Regions from separate parts of the Gossypium hirsutum genome. Here regions 1 and 3 are each linked to region 2. The links are chromatin contacts, called in public Hi-C maps. All regions are on one chromosome and are shown on one strand. Each heading gives the region's core, a stretch centred on a gene start, on an enhancer-like site or on the middle of the called end of the contact. The rest is flanking DNA. Distances are from core to core; before and after follow the strand shown. Region 1 holds the start of LOC107948466 (GDSL esterase/lipase At5g03610-like). Region 2 holds the start of LOC107948390. Region 3 holds the start of LOC107948251 (serine/threonine-protein kinase D6PKL1).

Region 1 (4,392 bases), core at 1,420-3,919, 280 kb before region 2:
TGCCTGCGTTTACAAAACAAAGGACATGTTAGCACTTTCATAATAAAAGTAGTATGGATTTCATTATACCAAAATTCAAATTGTATTTTGTTTAATTTATTTTTTAAAAAAATTATGTATATTAAATCAGAAAGTAAATAAATTCTTCTATTAAAAATTTTATCAATTTCTATCATTAAGTGATAACTTAGTTGACAGAGCAAGTAGATAGCGACATGTGATGTGTCACATGTAACTCATGTTAACTTGATATTTTTCCACATCAATTGACATTTAAAATTTTTTAAAAAATTATGAAAATAAATAAATTTTTTAATAATTATTTGAAAAACCATGTTCATGATAAACTTAGATAAATCGGTGTCCAAGTTCAAATGAATCTAAACAGTTATTTGTCCAAGTTGGTCCTGAATATGGTTTTTCAAATAATTATTAAAAATTTTATTTATTTTTAAATAATTATTAAAAAATAAAAAATTTAAAATTAATTTTAATTTAAAAAATAACTAAAATTAAAATAACCATCACCATTCTACATATAAAAAATTATAAAATCTATAACTTTTTATTTTGAGTAAAGGTGTTCATGGTTTGAGCTGGGCTCAACAAAAAATTTAAGCCTATTTGTTACGCTTGGACTCAGTCCGAAAAATGGGCTTAAAATTTTTCCCAAGCTCGACCCAGCTTGCCAGTATTAGTTTTTTTTTTATATTTTTACATAATTTTTAAATATATATAATACATAAAAAATACTAAAACATCAAAATAAATATCTCACAACAAATTGAAAATAAAATTTAAAAAATATGTATACTTAAATAACACTAAGGTAGATCTAACTTAATAAGCAAAATCCTCTAAAATAATAACAAAATTACCAATAAAATAAGTTTTTATATAATATCCAAATAATAACAACAAAATAGTCGCAAAATAGGGAGAAAACAACAAGAAAATAATATTAAAATACAAAAAAGGTAGATTTTTTTGTCCTTTAATGAATTCGAGCTGGGCCTAGGCCAAAAATGCCTTACCCGAGGCCCGATTTATTTTTTAAATGGGTCTTTTTTTTGTTTAATCCTATTTTTCGAGCCTATATTTTTGTCCAAACCCTCTCACATTTTGAACGGGTCTTCAAGCCGAGCCGGATGAATTTTGAGTGAGCAATATTAATATTTCTCGCCATTTACTTTGACTTATATTCTCTTAATTTTTTTTATCTAGATTTGTAACATATTTCATGATTTTGGTCCACTTAGTGGTGGTTAAAATGGAGGAATAAACAACTTCATTCCATTAAAAATTTCATTACTTTTCTAATTATTTTCTTTTAAAAAATTTATATTTATACTAATTCATCAATTTCAATATATATTGTAATTTTAAATAATTTATATTAATTTTTTACAAGTTGTTATAATTTTTAAATAATTTTTTATATCATTTTTTTATAATTATTTGAAAAAAAATACATTTAGGATGAACTTAGACAACTATTTATCTAGGTTAATCTTGGACATGAATTTTCAAATAATTATTAAAGCTTTTTTTATTTTTAAGATTTTTTATTTTTAATATTTGTTGACATGGTAAGCAAAAATATTATATCAATATGAAGTATACATGATGCACCATGTATCGTTGCCTATTTATTCTATAAGTCACGTCATTATTTAATTGTAGAAATGAATGGAATTTTTAGTAAAAAGACTAATTTTAATTTTAATCTAAGTACATAAATTAATTTATCTATTTTTTAATTGAGGAACCCAATCATTGAAAGTAGAGGGAGGAAATTCATATTTTAAGCTAATTGCCAATAGGGGCGAGCGTTCGATATAATCGAGTGAAAAAATTTCGAGTTAGTTGAGTAGACGAATTTTATTTTATCATCCTAACTTGATTTGAAATTTTTTCGAATCGATTAGTGTGAAATGAAATTCAAGTCAAATCGAATCAAGTGAAATTGTTCGATTTAAATTAAAAAATTAAACATGTCAAATTAAAATCTTGTTACAATATAACTAATTACATGTTAGAGCACGTAAAATTGAAACTATATATATTTGAATTTTTTTTCAAAGAAAAAAATATTTTAATATGATAAACTTAAATAATTAATTAAGTTATTTAAATTCCCAAAATTATTATTTTAGAACATTTTTAAAATTTTAATGTTGTTTATATATTTTTTTAAATATAAATTTTAAAATTTTTATAAATATTTTGAATTTATTTTGTAATTTTTGTTGACAATAAGGTCAATTGTTTACTTTTAAAATTGACATGGATCATAATATTATTTATATTAATCTATTATTCGAATTATAAAATTCAACTCAATTCAAATTTAAAATTTAAAATACAAATTGAATCAAATTTTACTCATCCTAATTTTCTACCAATATCCAAAGAAAAGGCTGACTTCTCATATTTGGAGGACAGTTTTTTTTTTATTTTGGTTGGATGAAATAAAGAAAAATTGTGTAATATGATTTGAAATTTTCTTTTTGGTTATTTGAAAGATGTTATTTTTTAAATTAATATGAAAATATAATTGACGACGACTTTATTGAAATTTGACCAACCGCTTAAATGGAAAAGCGTTACCCTCCTCCCACTATATAAAGTGTTGAGATTCCCGGTTACCCTACAAACAATAAACCCGTTCCTCTTCTTCCCTCTCTTTTGTTTGTCTAAAAACAGTTGCTTCCCTGCTTAATTTCGTTGTCATGGACACTCCCACCCCTCTCTTCTCCTTGCTTTGTTTCTTCCTCTTCTCCCTCTTCTTAGGTAACACCAAACAACCCTTTGCTTCATTATACATGTGGCCTGGAACTGGAAGAGTTTTTATTTTTTTATTTTTTTATCTTTAATCTTTTTGATTTCTGTGAATGAATTATGTAGGTGAGGAGCAACATGTTGTTGAAGGGTCAAGGGTGTGGACCTTTGGTTTCAGACCCAAGATGTTGTTTGTGTTCGGGGATTCCTACGCTGATACAGGGAACAACAGGAAAGCTTTGGCAAGTTCCTGGAAACTTCCTTATGGAATTACATTCCCCGGGAAACCTGCTGGCCGTTTCTCTGATGGTCGTGTTTTGACTGATTTCATCGGTACCCCTCTCTCTCTCTCTATCCTTTTTAGGATAAAAAATGATAGTGTTCATCTTTTCAAGTCTTTTAATTTTTAGCTTTACCTTTAGCTTTAGCTTTGGCTCTTTCTCTTTTGTACAACTAATGGGCTTTGCTTTACTTCTTATTTATTGTACTACAATTTAATAATATTATATTGAACCTGAGTTATGTGGTGTGGGTTCCTCCTTCTATCTTCTGCCATAATAATTTTGCTTTGTTTTTATACTGATCAGCAGAGTCTGAGTGCCCGACCTCACTCTTTTTCTTCTTCTTTTTTTCTTCCTATTTCTATCCTTCTTGTGAGATCATTTTCCAACTTTTTCACGCGATTCCAAGTATTGTAAACTTTTGATTTCTTCACTATTATTTTAACATTAACCATTCTTTTCAGTGCCTCTTTGCATCCCATTATAAATAATTGCTTCTTTCAACAACCCCTTTTCTTCACTTTCTTACCTCCCCCTCCCCCCTTTAATTAAGTTGAATCAATGGAATGTAACTATGATTTACATTTTATACCTTTTAACCTTAGTGTAGCACTCACAATGTATTAAAGCATTAAACTCAAAGTTACAGACAACTCATGACAACAAGGAGCTGTCTTGGAGTAAAGTTTATAATAGTTAACAATTTCTTTTCTAGTTCATCAACTCTAAAAGTAACATTAGGTTTTTTAATCCCATCAACTTTACTATTATGGTGCTTTCCAGCCATAGGATTATGCAGTTTACTGACAATAACTTTCTGAATCATCACAGTACCATAAATATTGATTTTATTAGTAAACAATTAATTGGGTTGTTTTATGACAAGCAGCTGGGTACTTGGCGATTAAGACACCAGTGCCCTACAGATACAGGAAAGAACTGGGGGGTCGTCTCAAGTATGGGTTGAACTTTGCTTATGGAGGAACCGGTGTTTTCGACACGCCAGCTCCTGAGCCAAACATGACAACCCAGATCGATTTCTTGCAACAGCTTCTCAATGACTCGGTCTACCCCAAGAGGGCCTTGAAAACTTCTGTTGCGCTTGTCAGTCTTGCAGGCAATGACTACTCTAATTACATTGCCACCAACGGCTCTACTGCGGTAATAATAACACCTCACATATATTCATATATATATATATGCTCACTATGTGCCATGTGTCACCAATCCAACCTTCAATGATTGTATGCTTGAACTTGTTGAACCCCACTTGTAATGACACTTCCTCTACCAGATAATGATTTAAATAATATAGCTCATTTGCAAAAAA
Region 2 (4,209 bases), core at 705-3,204:
CCTGTTTGCTAATATTCTACGTAATCTCCGTGCTTCCTTTTCAGCCTGATAGAAAAAGCTTCAGATGAAATATAAAGATCAATCTTAAAGAAAGAAGATCAAATAAAAGGTTGTTCCACCTCAGATAAATTCTGTCTTGACCTTCCCCCACCACCTGACATGTGTTTTATTGCACCTGCAGGACTTGATCTGACTGATTCAGCATTCTGCTCAGTCTTCACTGGGTTTATGAGAGCATTGTTCCCTGTCATTTCATTCAGCTGACTATCCTCCCAAATATCTTTCTCAGATATTCCCACAGTGCTGAATAATATCTAAAGTTAAAGTGAGGAACCAGTATAAGTAGATTAATAAAATCTAAAAATAAACATATAAATAAAAAATGCAACATATCACAAACACAACCAACCGGCCTTTCATGAATCATCTGCCAATCAGACTCCTTATGGGTTAACATTCTACGCAATCTACATGTTTCTTTTTCAGCCTGATAAAGAACAATCAGTCAAAAATAGTAGCATTTGAAAAGCAAAATGGTAAATCAAACAAGTTAATACCTTGGTTAAATTCTGACTGGACCTCAGCACCCCATTGGATGGGTATCTTTCAGCGCAAGGATGACTCGCATTAAGCGACTCAGCTACTACCGATTCAATAACTACAGATGTGCTTATCACTTGACTTTGCTCCTGGCCTATTGTAGCTTGATCCTGCTATAAACAAAAATAGTTCTCAAGTCCTGCATAAAATAGTGTCACTCTCACTTATAAGAATAGTGCCACTTGGTGACAGATCACTTCGTCCAATTAAGACACAAGATAACTTGTCTAGCTAACCACATCAGAATTCCAATAAAGACCCAACAGGTTTAGCTAACCACATTTTCCATATCAATGATTATTACTTATGTTCTAACATTCTAAAATTAGAAAATTTTCTATGGCCACCAGTTTCTTACTAGTTTATCTATGTTCTTCTTCTTCCCGCGTATAATTTAATTCCTTTAAATCCCAGAAATAGAAAAGTGAAATAAAAGCTGACAAAACTACAAAGTGTTCAACATTAAGATATTTTCCACTATTATCTTCAAATTCTTGCATCGCATTTGACATATTAACATCGATAAGATCAAGAATTTAACAGATTATAAGAAAATCAGTAAGTTATTTGAGTGGTTGGTTATATTAATTAAATATATTAACAGTAAAAGAATTTTTTTTCTTACTATTCAAAATGACATTTCCAGCATTCACAATACAGATTCATTTTTATCAAATGAAATTTCAAGTATCATGAAAAAAAAAATCAATATGTATAATTTTGTTTTTGAGCAAAAAGAATTAACTTCTTTTGGTATGTATTATTTCCACATTTTCAATTATGAGCATCACTTTCAAAAGGTAATTTAAATCACTAATTCCGGGCAGACACAGTGAAAAGCCACTAAATAAAAAATATCAGAATTTTTTCTTAAAATAGAATAGAATAGATAAATAAATCGAAAATATCGATAAAACTATCCTTTCAAGTATATATATTGATAAAATTAGATTGATTCACCAACCTCAGCGAGATCCGAACCGGATTGAACCGGGTTCGAACCGACGCCAGAAGGCGGTGACTCAGTACTGATACTGGCTCGCTTCCTCAGTCTCCTCCCTTTGCATCCCCATTTGGCGCCAAATTCAGCGGAGACGGAAACAGCAACCCACTTCTTCGAATGCGCCAAGGCGGCCAATATCTCTGCCGCTTCCATATCCATCCGATCCGCCGCCAACGCATCCTCTGCCGCATCTGCCGTTGGCGAAGCGCACGAGCTCGAAAGTAAGCCTCTCCCTAATTCCATCCCAAAGAGGGAAAAACGAAACAAAAATTCAAAAACTAAGGGAAAAAGAAAATCAAAAGAGAGGAAACAGAACACATTCAACTTCTTTGTAAGGAAACTAACCAAAAAGGAAAAGGTCTCTTACAAGTCTCTGCGGCGCCTTGAGGATGTATCTGAGAGTGCCACGTATAAATTTTATGCCACGTAGACGATCAAGTGACTCGTGTGTGGGGTCCAGCACGTGCGAGTGAATGGAATTAAAGAAGCAGAAATTGGCATCCGACACGCAGATGTAGTGAGTAAATACCACGTGGGATTTTGTCATTTGGGGTTCTACGTGGGAATGGGAGGACCAGGTAAAATTAAAACCTTCAGGATTTAATTTCACCTCTTCTACTGATTTTTGGGGTAAAAACTGGAAATCATTATTTCTGTAAAACTGTAAAAAACAGTACCTTGCTGTCAAAATTAATTAGATGTGGTAAAACACACTCAGTTGGAATGTTTGTTGGTGTTTGATAAAATCAAAATTCGTAATAATTAAATTGATCTAAATTTGAAATAATTCAATATTAAACTCTTCCGAGTTTAACATAAATTTGAGCTCGATTCTAAAATAAATTTAATATAAAATTTGAAAAACACATATTTTTTATTAACATAATTATACGAGAATATTTAAGACGAAAATATTATATAATAATACAATATATTAATTCAAATATAGTAAATTAAATTTTTTTATTAACATAGAATGTTTTAAATTGATTTTTGTTACATGAAAGTTTTAAAATTTAATAATTTATAATAAAATTATAATAACTGAATGCATGAAGAAATAATTATATATAATTCTAAAATTTTACAAAAAGCTACTGATAGAAACGATAAGAAACTTTTTACTTCTAAAAACAGACGAATATTATTAAACATTTAAGTTTGAAATATGGTAACTTTATTAATTATTTAAAAATATTGTATTAGATAATATTATTTTTTTTAACATTATAGTCAACTTTGTAATTAATAAAAGACAAATAACTTTTACAGTTACAAGTATAAAATTTTCCATAGCAACTTAGAATTTAATTTTGTAAAATTATTTATTTCACATTTATTTAAGTTGTTTCACTGAAAATGACTTTTGGAAAATGATTTCTAAAAAAAAAATGTTAATATTTTGTGGTGGTTGGAAGAATCTGTGTAAAAATGTTAAGAACCAAGTAATGGAAAGCCATCATCTTCTTCATTTTACATTGTTAAGAACCAAAACCACCATTTTAGCTAAGGGGATATTCAGCCAAGCTTCAAACTCATGCATGATATATAATTTTGGCCCGTTTTTAATTATTTCTATGTTTTTTAATCTTTTTAGTTTAATCTAACTAACCCGGGGGTTAATTCGTAAAAATGTTAAACATTTTGGATTATGCCATTGATGAGTTTGAGGTATTTGTGAAGTTCTATGGTAGATTAATAAGCTTGGTTGAGAAATAGGACAATTTTGTAAAGTAGTTTTTAGTAATTTTAATGTTTAGGGATTGAATTGTTAAAATGGTAAAATTATATGAAATTCTTGTGAAAAATTGATAAATGTGATCTGAATAGGGACTATATAGAAATCGGCTAGATTGTATTTTGCTTAAATATGGTTGATTCGTAAGTTTCGGGTTTAGGGGCTAAATTGCAAAAAGAGTAAAATGTTGGGGTAATTTTTTAATTTTATATTAAAAAGGGTTATAAGCTTAAGTTTAATTGTTTGAGATGTTTGAATTGAATAATTGAACGAAAATTATTATTCAGATCAAGAAACAAATCAATCGAACTAGAATCATGAAAAGCTAAAGTAACAGAATAGTTGTCGGCCTTGTTTATGCAATCGTTTTTGTCTTGGTAAGTTTGTATATTGTTTAAACTTACTAATTATTGCTTTTGGTAACATGTTAACTATTATTCATGTTAGGTATAGTTGAATTGCATGATATATGTTGATTAGTGATTTTGGCCTAAATTGTGATGTTGATTAAATTGATGATTTTGTTTGGAAAATGTAAAATGTATGTATGTGAGCTTGAAATGGTATAGTGAAAATGGAATTAAATTATTTGGATATGTAATGTGGCCTGTATGAACCTCGTGAATACTTAGGATACAAATGACATGTCATTAGGGGTTATTTACAGTTTCAGGTGCTGGTCTTGGATATCCTACCAATGGCTGAGGTCCTACATTTATTATGGATTCTCCACAGCTTGTGTGAGCAACATCATGTAGCTTAACATCTCAACCCATAGCTTGTGTGAGCATATATGGTTACAATCACAGCTTGTGTGATCATTTTCTCGAGTATTTGATGTTATTTCATTTGGTTCAATAAGTAATAA
Region 3 (4,338 bases), core at 68-2,567, 480 kb after region 2:
TTAAAAAAATAATATTCAATCTTAAACACTCAATATTTCAATATTACCAATAGATTAAGTTGTGCTATTCAATCCTTTTATTTTGCCAAAATTATGAATTTAATATTGCCACTTTTTATTTTTTATATATTTTTAAAATTTAAAATTTTAATTTTCATCAAACGATAATTGTTAAAATTATTAAGTTATATTATTTTTAAAATTTGATACAATAAATATATTGTCACATGTGCAATATTATGATAACTGATAGACCTGATCATAGGTAGGGCCACTCGGGCCGGCCCAAAGGCCCGCCCGAAATGTGGGAGGTTTGGGCAAAAATTTAGGCCCGAAAAATGAGTTTGAATAAAAAAATAAGGTTCGTTTAAAAAATGAGCCAAGCCTCGGGTAAGACATTTTTGGCCTTAGCCCGACCCAGCTCGGCTCTGCTCGAATTTACTAAAGGACAAAAAAAATTTGCTCTTTTTTTTAATGTTATTTTCTTATTGTTTTCTTCCTATTTTGCTACCATTTTATTATTATATTGTTACTGTTTTGTTGTTATTGTTTGATATTGTATAAAAATTATTTTATTGTTAATTTTATTATTATTTTAAAGATATTTGCTAATTTTGTTATTATTTTAGAGGCATTTACTTGTTAAGTTGTATTTATCTTAGTGTCAATTAAGTTTACATATTTTTTAAAATTTATTTTCAATTTGTTAGGAAATATTTATTTTGATGTTTTTAGTATTTTTGATATATTATATGTATTTAAAAATTATATAAAAAATTAATACGAGTAGGTCGAGCCTGGGTTTTAGCATTTTTATCTAGGTCGGACTTGGATAAAATTTTAGGCCCATTTTTAGGCCCGAGCCTAATAAATGGACCTAAGTTTTTAGTTGAGCCCGGCCCGGCCTGGCCTGGCTTATGAGCATATTTAGTAACTGATTAATGATTATCATTTGCAACAATACTAAAATTTCAAGAAAATATAGACTAAATATGCAAGTATAAGCATGGTATAATAATATTAATTAATTTAACTAAATATTTTAAAGTGCTCTTATTTATATCAAAATTAAAATTTTAAAATTTTAAAAAATATAATTAAAAATAATCAAATTAAAATAAAAAACTAAATGCATAACTTTACAAAATATTTCCCTTGTTAAATGACTTTTTGAAGTATGATCGCCTAGGCAGTGAGTACATCTACCGTTCCCTATTGCCGACTACGTGAGACCCACTTTAATACATGGTGGGCCCACTTCCATCCTTCAAAATAATCAGAGCCCCAACGTAAAATAATAAAACTAATGTTTTCTATTTCTCTATTTTGGTGCTCTTACTCTTTCTCTCTCTTCTGCTTCTTCCTCCTCAAAGCCTCTCTTTAGGTTCTTGCATTTTTGGTGTAGGGTTTCCAATTCCTAAACAACTGTTTGTATACTTTCTCATGTCAACATTTTAGTTCCAGAACCTGTTCCTCATTGTTTTCACTTCTCTCTCCTTTCCTAAGGTACTGTCTTTTTCTATGGATTCAAGTTTTGGCTTTTTGTCTGTTGCTGGGGAGGGGGGGGGTTGAATCTTTGTTTTTTTTTCTTGGGGTTGGATTTAATACATGCAATGACATTTAAGGATGTTGGACTATCCTGTTTCTGGGTTTTGTCTTGATTTTCTGCTTTTTTTTTCTTTTTTCCTTTGGAGGGGGTTGGGCTATGGTTGGCAGTTAAAAGAGTGTTTGTGTTTCATATGGTAGCTGGATCCGTAGTGGTCTTCTTTTTTGTTAAAGCTAGAAATGGAACAAAGCTTACTTTGCAGCTTGGATTTGTCTTCATTTTCTACTTCTGATCTATTACATCTGAAAGAAAGAAAAATAATGAAAAAATATGTGAAAAAGTAGAGTTTAAAATTTATGTTTGGCTATCATTTTCTTTGCTAATTTTTTAAAGTTTAAATCTAACAAGTGTTGCGTATGAATTGGCTATGATACATTAAAAGCGTGGAAAGCGCCATTGTAGCAGTAGTGATTTTCATTAGTTAGCTGATTTGATTAGGTTCACAGTTCAGTCTTTTTATGCTAAAGCATCATGATATCTCTGGGGTACTTGTGAATTGTGATTGGTGCTAGCATATCGAAGATTTTCCATTTTTGAAAATCTTTTGGCAGTCATTTTGATGTGATTTATTTGTGGTTTGATATCTATAACCCTTATATATATTGATATATCATAATAGTTTTTGACATGACCTTTCTTTGATACTTCTGGTTTTAACTGTTTCCATTTGGTGATTGTGTTTAGGTTCTCGGAATATAGGAGCTTTAAAATCGATTTGCTTAAAGCATGCTCACAAGTTTGCACGCATTTGGATCGTTAAAGTTGGTTTATGCGGAAACATGAATTAGTATAATTTTTGAGGGTATAATAAAACTTTGAAGATACAGCTGAGAAAAGTTAGTGCCAGTGTAACAGTTAAGATGGGTTCATATTCTGGTTCTTTTGAAATTGTTGAAGCAGGTGAAGAGCTAAAACCGGTACAACGTTCTAGACGGACATACCGACCGCACATAGGATTGGGCATTGGTGAAAAGGATCAGAAGCCACCTGTGCAGAAACTGGGATGCAAGAATTCTCTAGAAAATGATATTAACCAGCTTTTTGAGGCTATCAATGTCAAAGGTCCTACAGGTTTAAGTGTTTCGTACCAAGGAGGTACTAGCTCGATTTCTTTAAAGAAAAATGCTTTGAAGAAACCAATTGCTGTGGGGATACCCCACTCCCCGAGAATTGGTGGTTCAGAGCCGTTGTCATTGAAACAGGCATTAAGGGATCTTTGTATTTCTAAAGCATCGGAAATGGCTGCTATGAAATGGTTGTCAATGTCAATTAGTTCCCCTGGCGCCTCTGAAGCTGGAAGGGTAAAGAGTTCGTTCAATCCAGTTGTAGTTGACCCTGGTGTTCCAGGAAATGAACATAAGGGGAGCATGGTTGAAATATCTTTTGTGCCTGAAGATGACAAACCGACTTCTTCTAGGATGATGGCTGCCCCACGTCAAGCTCCTAAGAATAAGTTGATGAGCCAAAGTTCTAATTCTTCACCACAGTTTCCTCGTGCAACAATGCAAATTAGCACTGGAACTTCTACATCAACTCAAACTGATAGTTCTACATCCAGAAAAGTTGGAACTCCAGCACCAAAGGCAGAGATGCGTCGGAAAGAAAAGCATACTTCTGCATCTTCTCCATCATGTTCTTATGCTGATGATAATACATTAGAACCTGAGAGTACCGTGCCTGCTTCAACCAAGGTACCAAAAAGATCACCTGTGCCAAAGTCGGGACGGAAAGGCAGGTTGCATGCTGTTCCTTCATCCAGCTTGACCGATGGCAATAAAGCAAGCAGTACAACAAGGAATGTGCCCCGGGTGGCTAAAACAATTGTCAGGAACAAGAGTTCTGTCAAGAAAAAAACGAAGCAGGATTCCTCTTCTGCTGCTAATACGTCTAAAGAAGACTTGGACTTGAATACAAGTCAATTAATTTGTCAGAGATGCCAGTGCTCTATGAAGACTTCAAGTAATGAAACAAATCAAGATTCCATGAAGTCACAGTCTGCTGGTATTATTGCTGAAGTCAGCTCAAGTCATGTGAGTTCTGATATGCACAAGCCAACCTTGGTTGAAAATAACTCTAACAGAAGCCAAGCTGCCATTCCAAGGGCTAAAAATAGCCCCAAAGCAAGAGAAAAGGGAGACATCTCACAAAGTTCAAGCAGCCTTGGTGATAGTAGCAGCACAAGCATCAGCGATGACAGCAATTTAAGTGGGTCTACCTGTGGCAACAAACCTCACATGTCAAAGGACATGAGGTGGGATGCCATCTCCCACATAAGAATGCAGGATGGTGTTTTCGGGTTGAGACATTTTAATCTTTTAAAGAAGCTTGGTTGTGGAGATATTGGGACGGTATATCTTGCAGAGCTTATTGGTACAAACTGCTTGTTTGCTATAAAGGTAATGGACAACGAATTTTTGGCGAGAAGGAAGAAAATGCCTAGGGCCCAAACAGAAAGAGAAATATTAAGGATGCTTGATCATCCTTTTTTACCTACTCTATATACGCAATTCGTTTCAGATAACTTATCATGTTTAGTTATGGAGTACTGTCCTGGTGGGGATTTGCATGTGCTTCGGCAAAAGCAGCCTGGGAGATGTTTTTATGAGCCAGCAGCACGGTAAGATGCTTACATGATCAAAAGTAGGATTTTGATCTATTAGTTTTGATCATCTTCATGATTGAACACCAAAAATAAAAAATAAAAGAAGGATAAGACGCTTCGAATTAAGTTC

What was found. Hi-C and Micro-C count contacts between places; a contact is called where the count stands out from the background.
Region 1: a Hi-C map of hypocotyl shows a contact between it and region 2, with 2.1 times the contacts expected there. The contact joins the promoter of LOC107948466 here to the promoter of LOC107948390 in region 2. A contact is called at or near these places in 7 of 34 Hi-C or Micro-C datasets (callus, hypocotyl, leaf and 1 more).
Region 3: a Hi-C map of leaf shows a contact between it and region 2, with 2.9 times the contacts expected there. The contact joins the promoter of LOC107948251 here to the promoter of LOC107948390 in region 2. A contact is called at or near these places in 11 of 34 Hi-C or Micro-C datasets (anther, callus, hypocotyl and 2 more).

Annotation. Positions count from the first base shown.
Region 1 is chrA04:49,733,307-49,737,698 of Gossypium_hirsutum_v2.1, reverse strand. LOC107948466 (GDSL esterase/lipase At5g03610-like) reads left to right here and starts at 2,669. Exons shown (of 5, transcript NM_001327546.1): 1 at 2,669-2,793; 2 at 2,908-3,114; 3 at 3,952-4,223. The coding sequence starts at 2,733.
Region 2 is chrA04:49,448,732-49,452,940 of Gossypium_hirsutum_v2.1, reverse strand. It overlaps LOC107948390, which reads right to left and starts at 1,954. Exons shown (of 9, transcript XM_016882925.2): 1 at 1,565-1,954; 2 at 558-713; 3 at 410-487; 4 at 120-314; 5 at 1-45. The coding sequence starts at 1,846.
Region 3 is chrA04:48,962,975-48,967,312 of Gossypium_hirsutum_v2.1, reverse strand. LOC107948251 (serine/threonine-protein kinase D6PKL1) reads left to right here and starts at 1,317. Exons shown (of 3, transcript XM_016882736.2): 1 at 1,317-1,506; 2 at 2,291-4,223. The coding sequence starts at 2,467.